Regions from separate parts of the Mus musculus genome. Here region 2 is linked to region 1. The links are chromatin contacts, called in public HiChIP or PLAC-seq maps. All regions are on one chromosome and are shown on one strand. The core of a region is the stretch at or near the end of the contact, and the rest is flanking DNA. Distances in the headings are between cores, read along the strand shown.

Evidence for each region. HiChIP or PLAC-seq counts read pairs in DNA pulled down with a chosen protein or histone mark.
Region 2: a contact with region 1 is called in an HNF4G HiChIP or PLAC-seq map of pancreatic cancer cells. The contact joins the enhancer-like site here to the promoter of Manbal in region 1. A contact is called at or near these places in 3 of 39 promoter capture datasets (the C10 cell line, the HPC-7 cell line and HPC-7-derived erythroid cells) and 7 of 115 datasets of contacts at active chromatin or transcription factors (embryonic hindbrain, embryonic stem cells, pancreatic cancer cells and 1 more).

Annotation. Positions count from the first base shown.
Region 1 is chr2:157,365,109-157,371,552 of GRCm38.p6, forward strand. Manbal (mannosidase, beta A, lysosomal-like) reads left to right here and starts at 2,486. Exons shown (of 3, transcript NM_026968.3): 1 at 2,486-2,532. It overlaps Gm39974 (a long non-coding RNA gene), which reads right to left and starts at 73. Exons shown (of 3, transcript XR_866905.1): 1 at 1-73.
Region 2 is chr2:158,164,069-158,170,512 of GRCm38.p6, forward strand. No RefSeq gene overlaps it. Among named protein-coding and RNA genes, the nearest start is that of Gm34514, 12 kb to the right of the region's middle. Within about 2 kb of position 2,748, at least 152 of the 459 cell types and tissues checked have an H3K27ac peak or open chromatin away from gene starts, as enhancers often do. A contact at or near this core is called in the HPC-7 cell line and pancreatic cancer cells, where this site is marked.

The DNA of each region.
Region 1 (6,444 bases), core at 1,236-3,735:
TCTTGCTACGTAGACCAGGCTGGCTTGGAACTTGGAGTTCCTTCTGCCTTTGCCCCTCCAGTGTTGGGATTAAGTGTGCACCTCCATATCCATCTCTCTCTCTCTCTCTCTCTCTCTCTCTCTGTCTCTGTGTCTTTTGACAAGGTTTCTCTGTGTGTCCTGGCTGTCCTGGAACTTACTTTGTAAAACCTTGCTGACCTCGAACTCACAGAAATCTGTTGGTCTTTGCCTCCCAAGTGCAGAGATTTCAGGTGTGAGCCACCATGTCCAGCTGATTTACTTTTATGAAAATCCTCACTCCGTAACTTAGTAAAGCTCATTTCCTATCACGACAATGAATACAGCAAAAGGTGGCAGACCTCATGGTCTATATGGCCTCCAAAGAGTAAAAAGGCCCGGATCACCAACCCCAGGAAGCACAGGAGAGGGAGAGGCCCTAGGCTGCTGAGGAGTCCCTGTCCCAACTCAGCCCCAGCACTAAGACCCATCACAGTTTCTATCCTAGACCCGTGGAAGAAGGGGAGGGGCTTAGGGAGCCCTATTCTCTTGAACACCGTCCATAAGGTTCACTGCAACCCCTTCCCCCACAAAAATCCTGCCTCCAAATAGAATCACATTCTGGAACAGTAGAGGTTAAGTTCTGATATATCTTTGAATAGAGGGTAAAGAATTCATAAAACATCTTTTTTTTTTCTGGGTGTGGTTGCTCACACCTTTAATCTCAGCATTAGGGAGACAGAGGTAGACGTATCTCTGTGAGTTCAAAGCTAACCTGGTCTATATATCTATATAGAGAGTTCCAGGCCAGCTAGGATGACACTGTGAGACCCTGTCTCAAAAATAAAAAACGCTCAAGCAAAAATGACTGTCTTTATCTATCCATACATATTGGGCACTTTTAGGGCAAGTCCTGTATTAAATATTTGTTCTCTCCAGACCATATATATGTGTGTGTGTGTGTGTGTGTGTGTGTGTGTGTGTGTATGTATATATAATATAACATAACATATATAATATATATAATGTTTTGTCTGCATGTATGTATTTGTATCACATGTGTGCTTGGTACACAGAGACCAGAAGAAAGCTTCTGGTTTCCTGACATTGGTGTTATAAAGGATTTTGTGCCATTATGTGGGTGCTAGGAACCAAGCCCAGGTTCTTTTGGAAGAGCAGCAGACACACTTAACCACTGAGCCTCTCTCCAGTCCCTAGTTACTCGTTTGTTGCTGTTAGGCTCCGATAGAAGAAACTTTGCAAGTTTGTTTTGGCTTGGGTTGTCGATGACCGTCTATGTCTACCATTGGGAGGACCTCACAGCAGCAGGAGTTTGGAGCAGCACGCTTGAGGATTCTGCCTCAGAAGTAGAAAAGAAAAAGGAAAAAACAAAAACAAAAAACCAAACAACCCAAAATCCATCTACACAATTGATTTTGAGGCTGGGCATGGCTCAGTGAGTGAGAGTGCTTATTGACTAAACATGAAGGTCTCAAAGACCCAAAGTAAAAAGCCAGGCATGGTCACTCATACATCTTTAACGCCAGTCCAAGGCAGAGGAGAGGAGAGGATGGATACGGGATCCCTGCGGCTTTCCCTATCTCAAGGGAATAAGGTGGACTATAATAGAGCAAGACACGTGATATACTCTGGCCTCAGCAGCCATAGGTACATGCATGTGAGTGCATATGCCACACCCGTACCCACACCAATACCCACCCGTGGCACACATAATTAAAGGATTTAGGGGTCAGGGCCACATCAGCTGACCTAGAGATAGTTTATCTGGCTGCCAAGCTGAGTTCGTTGGCTGGAGGCTTGATAACTGCCCACGTGAATCTCACTCTGCGGGACTTCCCAGGAATGATCAAGAGCGAGGAAAGAGGAAGTCACAATGTTTTTCTGTCTTAATCTCGGAACTCAAGCTCAGTATTTCCCCAAAATTCTATGGGTCACATTGGTCAGCGTGGGAGACTGTGAAGGCTTGACTATCAGGCACCAATCACATCACTGCCCATTAAACTCCATTCCTAACTGGTCTGCCGCACTTATTTCAATGCTGATTTTTGCCTTCCAAACATTTATCGCATTAAGGATTCCCTATCTATTATGTGACTTACTGACTATAAACTCCATGGAAGCAGAGATGTTCACTGGTCTCTTTTTAATTTATTATGGTGATTTGTTTTTGTCTGAATTATAGCATGGTAATGTTTGTCCTACCCCTTATATTGTAGATTTCTGGCTCAGACTTAGAACTGAGTTCTAAACTGGGGGGAGACCGGCTGTAATCAGGAGAATTGCCCCCAGTTCGAGGCCAGTCAGAGCTACACTGTTGAGACCCTGTCTCAAATCAAATAAAAAATTCATTAAAGCTTCAACCTTCGGTGTCTAATTAGGGGAGAGCAGGAGGAAGACGGCGAGGAAGCGGTGGACCTGGTAAAACCCGCTGAGCGGAATCTGCTGCTGCTCCCAGCACATCGCTTCCGGGTCACGAGGGATCACTTCCGGTGCGGCGGCGCGGCGTTCCGGGAGGTAAGTATTGAGGCTCGGATAACCCGGCCGAGGCTTCCCGGCGGGCGGGATCGGGGCGGCGTTGCGGGTTACAGCGGCTTCCGGGGTTGCGGAGGGCAGTTATCTGTAAAGGCAGTCTGCGTTCCGAGGAGACTGGGGCCCTCGCGAGGGTTGTGCAGGGCCAGGGCCCAGCCTGCCCTGCGCCGGGACCAGCCGGGGCTTGGCTTGTCGGGTGTGCCCTGGATGGCTGTGTTACCTCGGGCATCTCGATCTTCCTCTCCCGGTCACTTTCCTTCCCCGCAGAAGGCTCCCTTGGGCCTGTGCGGAGGATGCGAAGGCCGGGAGCGTATCAGTGCTTAGTTGCAGTGTGTGCTTGAGAGAAAACTGCCAGAGAAAGGGATGGGGAATGCGATAGCCTCCCCGGTGTCTGCGGTTCCAGTGACCTGACACCTGGAAATAGAAAGTGGAAGACTCCAGAAACAAACCGCGCATGGCTTTGAATTTGTGTGTTTTGAGTAGCTCAGTAGTGGAGACTCACCCAGCGTGCTTGAGTCCCATGTTCAGACCCCAGAACTGTTCTTCCCGGCCCTAAGATAGTAGCACGATGAAGTTTTACCTCTTCCTGCTTTACACGTAGGTCATCGTCTTGCTTGGCGTATCCCTCTGTATACGCTACCCCCTCATTAGTCACGTAGGACAGCTGCCTGTGTAACCCTCATATCAGCACAAGAGTAGTAATGATAGCCTTTGGGGTTTGCTGAAAAAGGTGCTATTTTAAACAGCCTTTTTTTTTTTTTTAAAGGAAGATTCTTAGGCTAAAGTTGCTAAGCTATTTGGTGAGAACAAAATTTTTGTTGTTTTTCCAAGACAGGGTTTCTCTGTGCAGCCCTGGCCATCCTGGAGGAGCTCTGTGGGTTGGAGGCTAGCCTGGTCTACAGAATAAGTTCCAAGTCAACCAAAGCTACACAGAGAAACCCTGTCTCGAAAAAAAAAAAATCAAAATTAAAAATCAGAGCTGGTGATATGGCTGAGTTGGAAGAGGGCTTACCCAGCGTGTAAAAGCCTTGGTTTTTATCCCTTGCATCCTAAGTCTGGGGGTGGGGCAGAGCATGCCTATACTGTTCTGGGCTGCATAGCAAATTTGAGGGCTCCATGGGAACTTTGCTGAAACATCAATAAGTGGTAGTTTTGTTTTTGAACCTCACATTGCCAAGGTTACAGCCATAGTGTGTAGTAAATGTTTACTTAGTTAGGATAGAGATGGCATCGAATTTGTGAGTAGAAACGGACAAAGACTGCCTTACGCTATGTGAAGGCTTCAGCCAGGCCTCCCCTGAAACAAGAGCACAAAGCCACTTCCTGGGAATAAGGGATGGTCACACAGGTTAGGGATGGATTCGTTCTGAAACCAAAATCTCCATAGCGGACGTCACTGCCAGTGTGGAGGTCTCTGCTATAGTCCCAGCAGAAGAACACATGAAGGCAGTTTTGAAGTGCCAGCAAGTGGGGAATTGGAAGGCATGTGATGATGCAGCGCCAGCAGTGTGGACGTCATCAAATGTTGCCAGTGTGTTTCAAATTCTATGTGCCCCAAAGGACACCATTATTAACTATGATACTGGGATGGAACAGAGCATTAAAGCCACCCATGTGATCCCTTAAGGACCATATTCCCTGCAATCATTATTGATAGAATTAATAACTTCAGATTAATATGCCATTAAAATATTTCTTTATTTTTAGACAGGGTTTCAGTTTTGGCTGGCCTGGAATTCAGCATACAGACCAGACTGGTTTAGAACTCAAAGAGATCTGTCTGTCTCCCTAGTGTTGGGATAGAAACTGTATTCTGTCCCAAGCAACTGCAGCGTCTTCTTGAAAGGTTTTATTAACTGAAGTTTTTAGGGTAAAAGACTTGGCTCTGACAGTGCCAACGAGCTAGATTTGGCTACTGATTGCTAATATTTTAGTTAATGAGATAACTAGCAGTGAAGATCAGAAAAGAGATGTATTCGGTGTGCCCGCATTGGAAAAAGGAACAAATAATAGGATCCTCTGGCTTCCAAGTCCCTCCCCAAGATTCTGTCATGGAGTTTAGGCTTGAATAGAGGTGGAGGTATGCATAGCTAAGCAGGTCTGGCAGGATGAGGTCCTGCCTGTCATTGATCCACACTGGTCCTCCTTCCAGTCTGCCCAGCAAGGTGGTCTGATACTTTGTAAAAACTGTATGAAATCTTTCTACACTTGCATAGAAAGTGACTTGCATAAGGGCTTCATCCTTTCTCTTTCCCCAGGAGTCTTTGATTCTAGCACTAGGGAAGCAGAGGCAGAGGGAACTCTGGGAGTCCAAGGCCTTAGAGGTCTACATGTCTTGTTTCATAGTGAGACTCTGTCACAAACAAACAGAATATCTCCTTTTCTAGTGTTGGTGGGTGGGTACAGGAACTTTTTTTTGTTTTTTTGTTTGTTTGTTTGTTTGTTTTGTTTTTTTGGTTTTTCGAGACAGGGTTTCTCTGTGTAGCCCTGGCTGTCCTGGGACTCACTCTGTAGACCAGGCTGGGCTCAAACTCAGAAATTTTCCTGCCTCTGCCTCCCAAGTGCTGGGATTAAAGGCGTGCACTACCACGTCCGGCTCAGGAACTTTTTTTTTTAAGTCCTTAGCTGTTACAGATTCCCCAAACCACTATTCCCCTCTGCCCCTGACACCCAGCCGCCCCCAACATAACTGTGGCTTGAATGCCCCTCACACACACCCCTGTCATGTATTGTCAGAAGGTCCAAGGCAGCCTATTGATGCATCACAAATTCCACACGTCAGTTCATCAGGCAGGCACTATGGCTTCCACTCAGCACAACCGGATGAGTTTGATTCCAGGGACCTAGACTGTATCCTTTATCACAGGTATGTGTGGAGAGAGGAAATCGATATATTAGGGTTCAGTACTGGGCATAGCATCTGGCATCCACTGGGTAAGGCAGAACAACTCTGTGGCATCTCATAGGGTTTTTTGGTTTGTTTTGTTTTAATATTTATGTATGTGAGTACACTGTAGCTGTCTTCAGACACACCTGAAGAGGGCATTGGATCATGGTACAGATGATTGTGAGCCACCATGTGGGTACTGGGAATGAGCTCAGGACCTCTAATAGAGCAGTCCGTGCTCTTAACTGCTAAGCTATCTTGCCAGCCCCTGCATCTCACACTTTAAGTGACAGTAAATGGACCAGTAGTCATATTTTGCAAGATGTCTGCACAGCAATTTCAGTCCACCAACTACCAACTCTATGTGTGTGTATAATTTATTTTAATTTTATTTTCACTGGTGTCTTGCCTATATGGCTGTCTGTGTGAGGGCGTCAGAAGCCTGGGAACTGGAGTTACAGACAGGTTGAGCTGCCATGTGGTTGCTGGGACTTGAACCAGGTCCTTTGGAAGAGCTGTCTTAACCACCGAGCTATCCATCTCTCCAGCACTCTGCCTCTTTTTTGTTGTTGTTGTTTTTGTTTTTTTGTTTTTTTGAGACAGGGTTTCTCTGTGCAGTCCTGGCTGTCCTGGAACTCACTTTGTAGACCAGGCTGGCCTCGAACTCAGAAATCCACCTGCCTCTGTCTCCCAAGTGCTAGGATTACAGGCGTGCGCCACCACCACCCGGCTCTGCCTCTTTTTAGTTGAGGTCTCAGAACAGCTTTGAAACTCTCATCAGGAGGCAGGGATCCCAGTCCAGAGTCTGTACAGCACTGGGGAGCAATTGGGAGATCCCAAAACATCTGCCAATTTGATGTCTACGTTTTTAGAATTAGTACTTGATAAGTCTTGCAATCTCTAAATACACCTATAGTTACTTATTTTGAAATGTTGGTGGTTTAACATTTTAGGCCTGGGAATGAGTGCAGATGAAAGGGCTTGCCTAGCATGTGTGATGGTTTATCTGG
Region 2 (6,444 bases), core at 1,498-3,997, 800 kb after region 1:
ATGAGGTCTTCTGTATAGAGGCCAGAGATCAACCATGGGTGTCGTTCATCAGGACCCATCCATTTTGTTTTTCAGAAAATTTTGTTGACTGACTTGGAACTTGCTGATTAGCCTAGGGTAACCCCAGGGATCTACCTGTCTCCTTCCCAGTGCTGGGATTAAACATACAAGCCACTGTGCCTAGACTTAAATATAAACATATATTATATTTATCATATATATATATATGTAATTCATCTTGCTATTTATTTAGCTAGACAGTGTGTAGAGAGGTAAGACATTCATGCATCCATGTGCCATGGCAGTAATGTGGAGATCAAAGGAAAACCTTCAAGAGTGAGTTCTTCCTTGCCCCCATATTGCTCTCAGGGGTTGAATTCAGGATGTCATGCTTGCACGGTAGACACATCACAGACTTCTCTGTCTTAATTCTTAGGTTACTGCTCAGAGTAATGGGTCTCAACACAGCACTTCTGCACATGCGCCTTTATGCTTTGTTCTAATGCCCCCCTCCCGTGATGCCCCTTGATCAACAGAGCTTGTATTGACTTTAGATGGCTGTGGGGAGTGCCACCATCTTGCCGGTGAGCACCTGCTGGTCTGACTTTTGACCTCCTCTCCCTATCCCGGGCTCTCTCTGTTCTCAGCGATGCTCTATGGTTTTTATTATACAAGCCATGGACTTTCATTAAATTTGTTCCTGAGTATTTTATTCTTCTGGCTGCTGCCGGAACTAAAAATTGCTTTCTTAATTTCATTTCAGACCGTTCACCGCCAGGGTGTAGAAATACCATTGATTTTGTACATTGATCTTGTGTCCCTCAACCTTACCCAAGTGGCTCATTAGTTCTAATAATGTCCTGCGGATCTCTTCCCGCTTCCCTGTATAAGCTGACAGCATCTGCAAAAAGAGATATTTTTGGTATCTTTGTTTGTGTTTTGCTCGTCGAGACTGAGTGTGTAGCCCAGGCTGGACTTGAGCTAGCAACCTTCCTGCTTTAGCCTCGCCAATGCTGGAATCCCAAGGATGCTCCTTCATTCTTGCCCAGGTCATTGTGAAGATGTACCTTTCAGAAATGTCCCAGGGCTGGAAGAAATCAAGATATTCTAAGAAGACACTCTAAAGGGACAGATTATTAAAGCAGTCGATCCCAAAGAAATGGGATTTTCCCCCAGGACTCTCCTTTGGGACAAGCCTGAGGGGAACTTGTCTCTGAAAGAGAATCCACGATGTTCTACCAACTTGTCAGACTTCCTTGCAGGATGAGACTGAATCCCAGACACAGTCAGAGACCAGCAGGACCACACCCTGACTAGCTAGGATCGTTTTCTATGTACATATCATTGGTTTTCTGTTCATAACGTTCACCTCCACTTTAGGACCACCAAAGTAAAAGTCTCTGGGGGGGGGGGGGAGCGTTTCCCAGATCTCTTCTCAGTGTGGACACACCGAGTAAACCTCTCTTTCCTGCTTCTTTTAAAACCTTTTAGATTTATATATTATTTTACATATGTTGAGTGTTTTGTCTGTATGTATGTTTGACATGCACAGTGTCCTCGGAGATCAGAAGAGCATGTCAGATCCCTTGGGGCTGGAGTTACAGATGGCAGTAAGCTGGCCTGTGGATGCTGAGAATCAAACTCAAAAACAAGAGCTCTTAACTACTGAGCCATCACTCCAGCCCACGGTTTGGCTCCTTTAATTAGCTTGCTGAACACGGGTGGTTGAACCTGGCTTGGGCCATAGGCTGGGATTCCCAAGTCTGATAGCAAAAGTAGCCAAATTTCTCCAGGTTACCCTGGCAAGCAGAGGACAGGGGCTCATGGGCACGTTCTCTCCTTTGACCTAGTTCTTGCGGTTCTGCTCACAGGGTGGGCATGGCTCTGCAGCAACCATAACTATAACAAGGCCTCTTGGGAGCATTGTTCATGTTAGCTATTCACAAACTTGTTAGTAGGAAGCTCCCCACCCCTTAATGACTGTTTTGTTAAAGAGTAACATTATGCTTGTTCATTTGAAGTGTCCAGTTAACTAGGTCATGCTACACTGTTATTTGATTGGGTAAGATCCTAACTGTTTCTATAGACGTCTTCTGTTTTGTTGTTGTTATTGTTTCAGACAAGACAAACAAACATCTAACATTTTTAAAAGATATTTATTTATTTATTTATTTATTTATTTATTATATGTAAGTACACTGTAGCTGTCCTCAGACACTCCAGAAGAGAGAGTCAGATCTCATTACGTATGGTTATGAGCTACCATGTGGTTGCTGGGATTTGAACTCCTGACCTTCGGAAGAGCAGTCGGGTGCTCTTACCCACTGAGCCATCTCCCCAACCCCAACATCCAACATTTAAGTCAGGAAACTATAGCCAACGAGCCTCCATTCAGTTACTCCAGAGGGAGGTCCTTGCCCATAGACTGACTTCTGATTCAAATAGCTATATCATCTCCTTCCTGACTCTAGCCTGTTGGTCTACCCTGAGGATCAAGCCTGTATCAATAGTCTATCTGTAAATTGATCTATGTATCTATTCGTCTGTCTATCATTTATCATCACACACACATACGGTTCTGTTTTGTACTTCGCTGAAAAGCTTTAGTACTGGCATACACACAAGGAAGTGCTCACAAGTGAACAGCCTGGTGAGTTTTCACACACTGACAAACCAGATCAGGAAGTGGGGCGCCACACATCTTCCTGTAAGTCCCCTTTCGCTTTCACTGGGTCACTGACCACAAAGGCCTGCAGGCACCTCCCTGCTGTCTGGCAGTGCAGAATTAACCAGCCTCCTCTAGAGCTCTGTGTAGGTGGATCTAGCTTCCTTCCTGGATCTTCCACTCGCTCCCATGTTTGAGTGTGATGCTTCTCTCTGTGTCTCTGTGGACAGTCATGCCTGGCTCCTCTTCTGTGGTACACAGAGTTCTTGGGTTGTCTCACCTCAGGGCGCGAATCCCTTCAGCTCTGACGGGTGTGACACTTTTCCCACTTGGGGCTGTTAGGAGTGGTTAGAACACAAATGTTCTTGCATATGTGAACAGTTTCTAGTTGAAGCTTTACTTTTGGTTTCATTTGGTTTTGAATGAACTACAGTGTCTCATGTAGCCAAGGATGGCCTCAAATTTGCTATGTAGCTAGGATGACTTGGAACTCTTGATCTTCCTGCTTTCAGCTCCCAAGCCTGAACCCACAAGTGTAATTACCCAAGCCTTTTTATTTATATTAAGTGCTTGATCTTACTTTTGAAATGGAACTCATGGGTAATAAAACACACACGCACACACACCAATCATATAAAGAAGGAATAGAAAGGAAGTTACTTATAATAAGATAATGTGTTTCAATATAATCTTGGGAACAACCACCCAGGAAGGGATAAGAAAATATCAGACTCGGGGTCACACATAATGAGTAAATTCAGATTCCAAGGAGGTGAGCAGCCCAGCGACCCTTAGACCCAGGAATCAGGAAGATGAAAAGAAGGGTTTCAGCTGGAAAGGAAAATAATGCCTGCTATCAGGGCAGGGCATAATAGCCTGTGCTCATCTGCATGTGGCCAGAGGAGGAGAAATAACTGTAGCTGAAAAAAGAGAGCATGCAGGAAGACACATGGCACATGTCACCTGCAGAGAGTCAGCAAGGGCCCCCGGAGAACAGAGATACGCAGTTCCCAGCTGATGTCACAATTAGAAAGTGCACCCCTAGCTCAGAGATGCCTCATGTCTGCACCAAGCCTCATGTGACCACATCCCTTATTTGGAAGAGGGGACGAATCACAAGAATCCACCATCTACCCAGTGATATGGGGACGCCAGTGGCACACTAGAACTGGATGCTAAGCCTATGGGGAAGCCAGTGGCACACTACTAAGCCTGTAGGAGCCTCATCCCTCCATCCCCCACACATTGGTTTTGCTATGCTTGCAGGAATTAGAGCCACGCTCAGAACCCTTTTCCTATAACTCTGCCATTGGAGATGGTCCAACTTTCTGACCAGACGGGCTGTGTGGAATGAGAAAATGATTCAGAAACTGAGTCACCGTTCTTGTCCCATGTCTGCTTCTCTGTCAGTAACAACCTGTTCCCGAGCTAGAGTCCTTCTTTGACTTCCTGCAAAGTCCTTTGGCTCTGCTGTGGATGAAAACCTGATCTGTTTAGATTTGTGGTGTGTTTTTTTTTTTTAATTTTTGTTTTTGTTTTTTGTTGTTGTTGTTGTTTGTTAGTGGGCGTTTGAGCGTAGTGAAGGAAGTCAGGGAATGCTCTGTTGGAGGAGAGGAAGAGATGGTTTCGGACATTTTGGCGAGACCCAGGATCCCTGATTCTTGGACCCAAAATATCACTACGACCCTTAATTCCTTAATTGTTGTGACATCCAAAATAACCTTATAAATTGTAAAATGCCCCCCGGAGACCTGCTGACTTAAACTCACACTGCCTCAGTGACCGAGGCTGGCTGGTGTCTGAGTCCAGGCACCGCACAGGCTGTCGGAAAGTGCCCCTTGCCCCTTGTGTTCTCCTCACACTTTGCCCATCGGTCCTGCTGTTCCAGGTCTTTAGACACTATGGTTCTGATGTCCTATGACATATTGGCTCTCCTGAGTCATCTTTCTATTTTAAAGTGATCTGCCGACAACTTGTTGACCTCACAGTGTGAGCCTGTGCTCCATCAACTCCTGAAGAAAGCTTAGACGTTAGCGTTCATCCGCAGAAACTGCAGTTCTGAGTGGAGAGGTGACTTGCACAGGATCACTCAGTGAGTCAGCGGAGCCCAGGACCCAGCAGTTGACCTGTTCCAGCCCCTGGGACCTTTAATTCCTCTGATAGCGACTCAGCAGCCTGGAGTAGGACCACACACCGCTCAGATTTGGCCTAAAAAGGGGTGGAATCCAGGGACCTGCTCCAGCCAAGTGCACAGCATCCACAGTCTGATTTCAACACCTGGCTAGACGCCACTGGAGGGCAGTGAGCCAGCGCTTTGGGGGGGGGGGGGGAGTGAAGAGGGTGCACAGCTTTGCCTGATTAGAGACACCAGGAGATGTCATTCAGGCATCAGTGTCAGAGTAGTGGAAAGGGGGTGGGGAGGGGACTGGCATGTGACTGACCTCCATGTTGCCTTGGACTCAGTTTTCCCATCAGTGGAGCAGCCCCTCTGTGGTGGTTAATTTGTGTCGACAGTCAACTTAACAGGAACTTTCTCACCTAGGAGACAAAACTTAGGTTGAGTTAACTGAGGTGGGGAGGCTCAACCTTCCTGTGGGTGGCATCACCCCACGCATTGGAATCTCAAGAAACTGACTTCATGACTTTCCAGTTCCTGACTTGGATGCAATAGGACACACCACCTCCAGCTCCTGTCCCCACGTCCTCTCCACCGTGAAGGACTGCACGTTCTGTGAGCCAAGTGAACCCTCCCTTCCTTAGGCTGCTTCAGTCACAGATTTTGTTATAGTGACCAGCAACATACTCATTACACCCTCTCCCAACCCCCTTTTGTCTCCAGTAAGGTATTGTAAGAATCCAAGGCAGCCTGAAGTATTTAGCCTCTTTAGAGCATTCCAAAGACGCTGACTTGTTCTGACACGGGAGCCACTGGAGAAGCAAGAGCTATGAGAAGAAGTCAGCCTTGGTTGGGTTTTAGAGGAGGCTCTTGATGCTGGCGGGAGGGGGGGGGGTGACACTGAGGGGAGCCTTGAAACAGGTGGGCAAGTGAGGGGCTACTGCCATAATCCAGGGGTGGGATGATAGTGGGAGCAGATGTTAAAGGGTCAAAGGTCAGATTCTGGGTACCTTCAGTGTGGTGTGAGAGACAGCTGATAAAATTGGGTGGAAGGGTTCTGACCCCCGTGGAAGACAGTTGTCATTGACTGGGATGGGGAGATACTGAAAGAGATGATGGCTTAGCCCGGGACATGGGAAGTGTGACTTGCCTGAGACACCCAAGTGGGAATATCAAGTCTGTTGTAACTGAACAAATAAGTGTGCTGTCCCTCCCTGGCTAGCCGGTGACCTCAACACTTTGTCCTTGACATTCTGAGGAAGGGCGACGTGGTTGTGCATAATCGCATTTCTTGGGAGCACCTGAACTACGACCACTAGTATTTCTCTCTGCAGGGCTACTTCATGGTCCAGTCTTCCTTCTCATCAGCCTGTCCTTGGGTCCCAGCTCCTGTCTGACTCACACTGCTGTATTTCCTCTGAGGTACCCTGGAGAGCCCCTGGAAACCCAAAGAGAACACTGAGTGGTCAAGGAACTTGGTATTTAAAATCAGACTATCTGTGGTTGGAGTGGAGGCTCAGTGGTTAAAAGCACTGGCTGCTCTTCCAGTAGACCTGGGTTCGATTCCCAGCACCCACAGAGTGGACCATAATCACTCCTAGGGGACCTAACACCCTCTTCTGCCTTCTGTAGGCACCAGGCATGTAGTACACAGACACACATG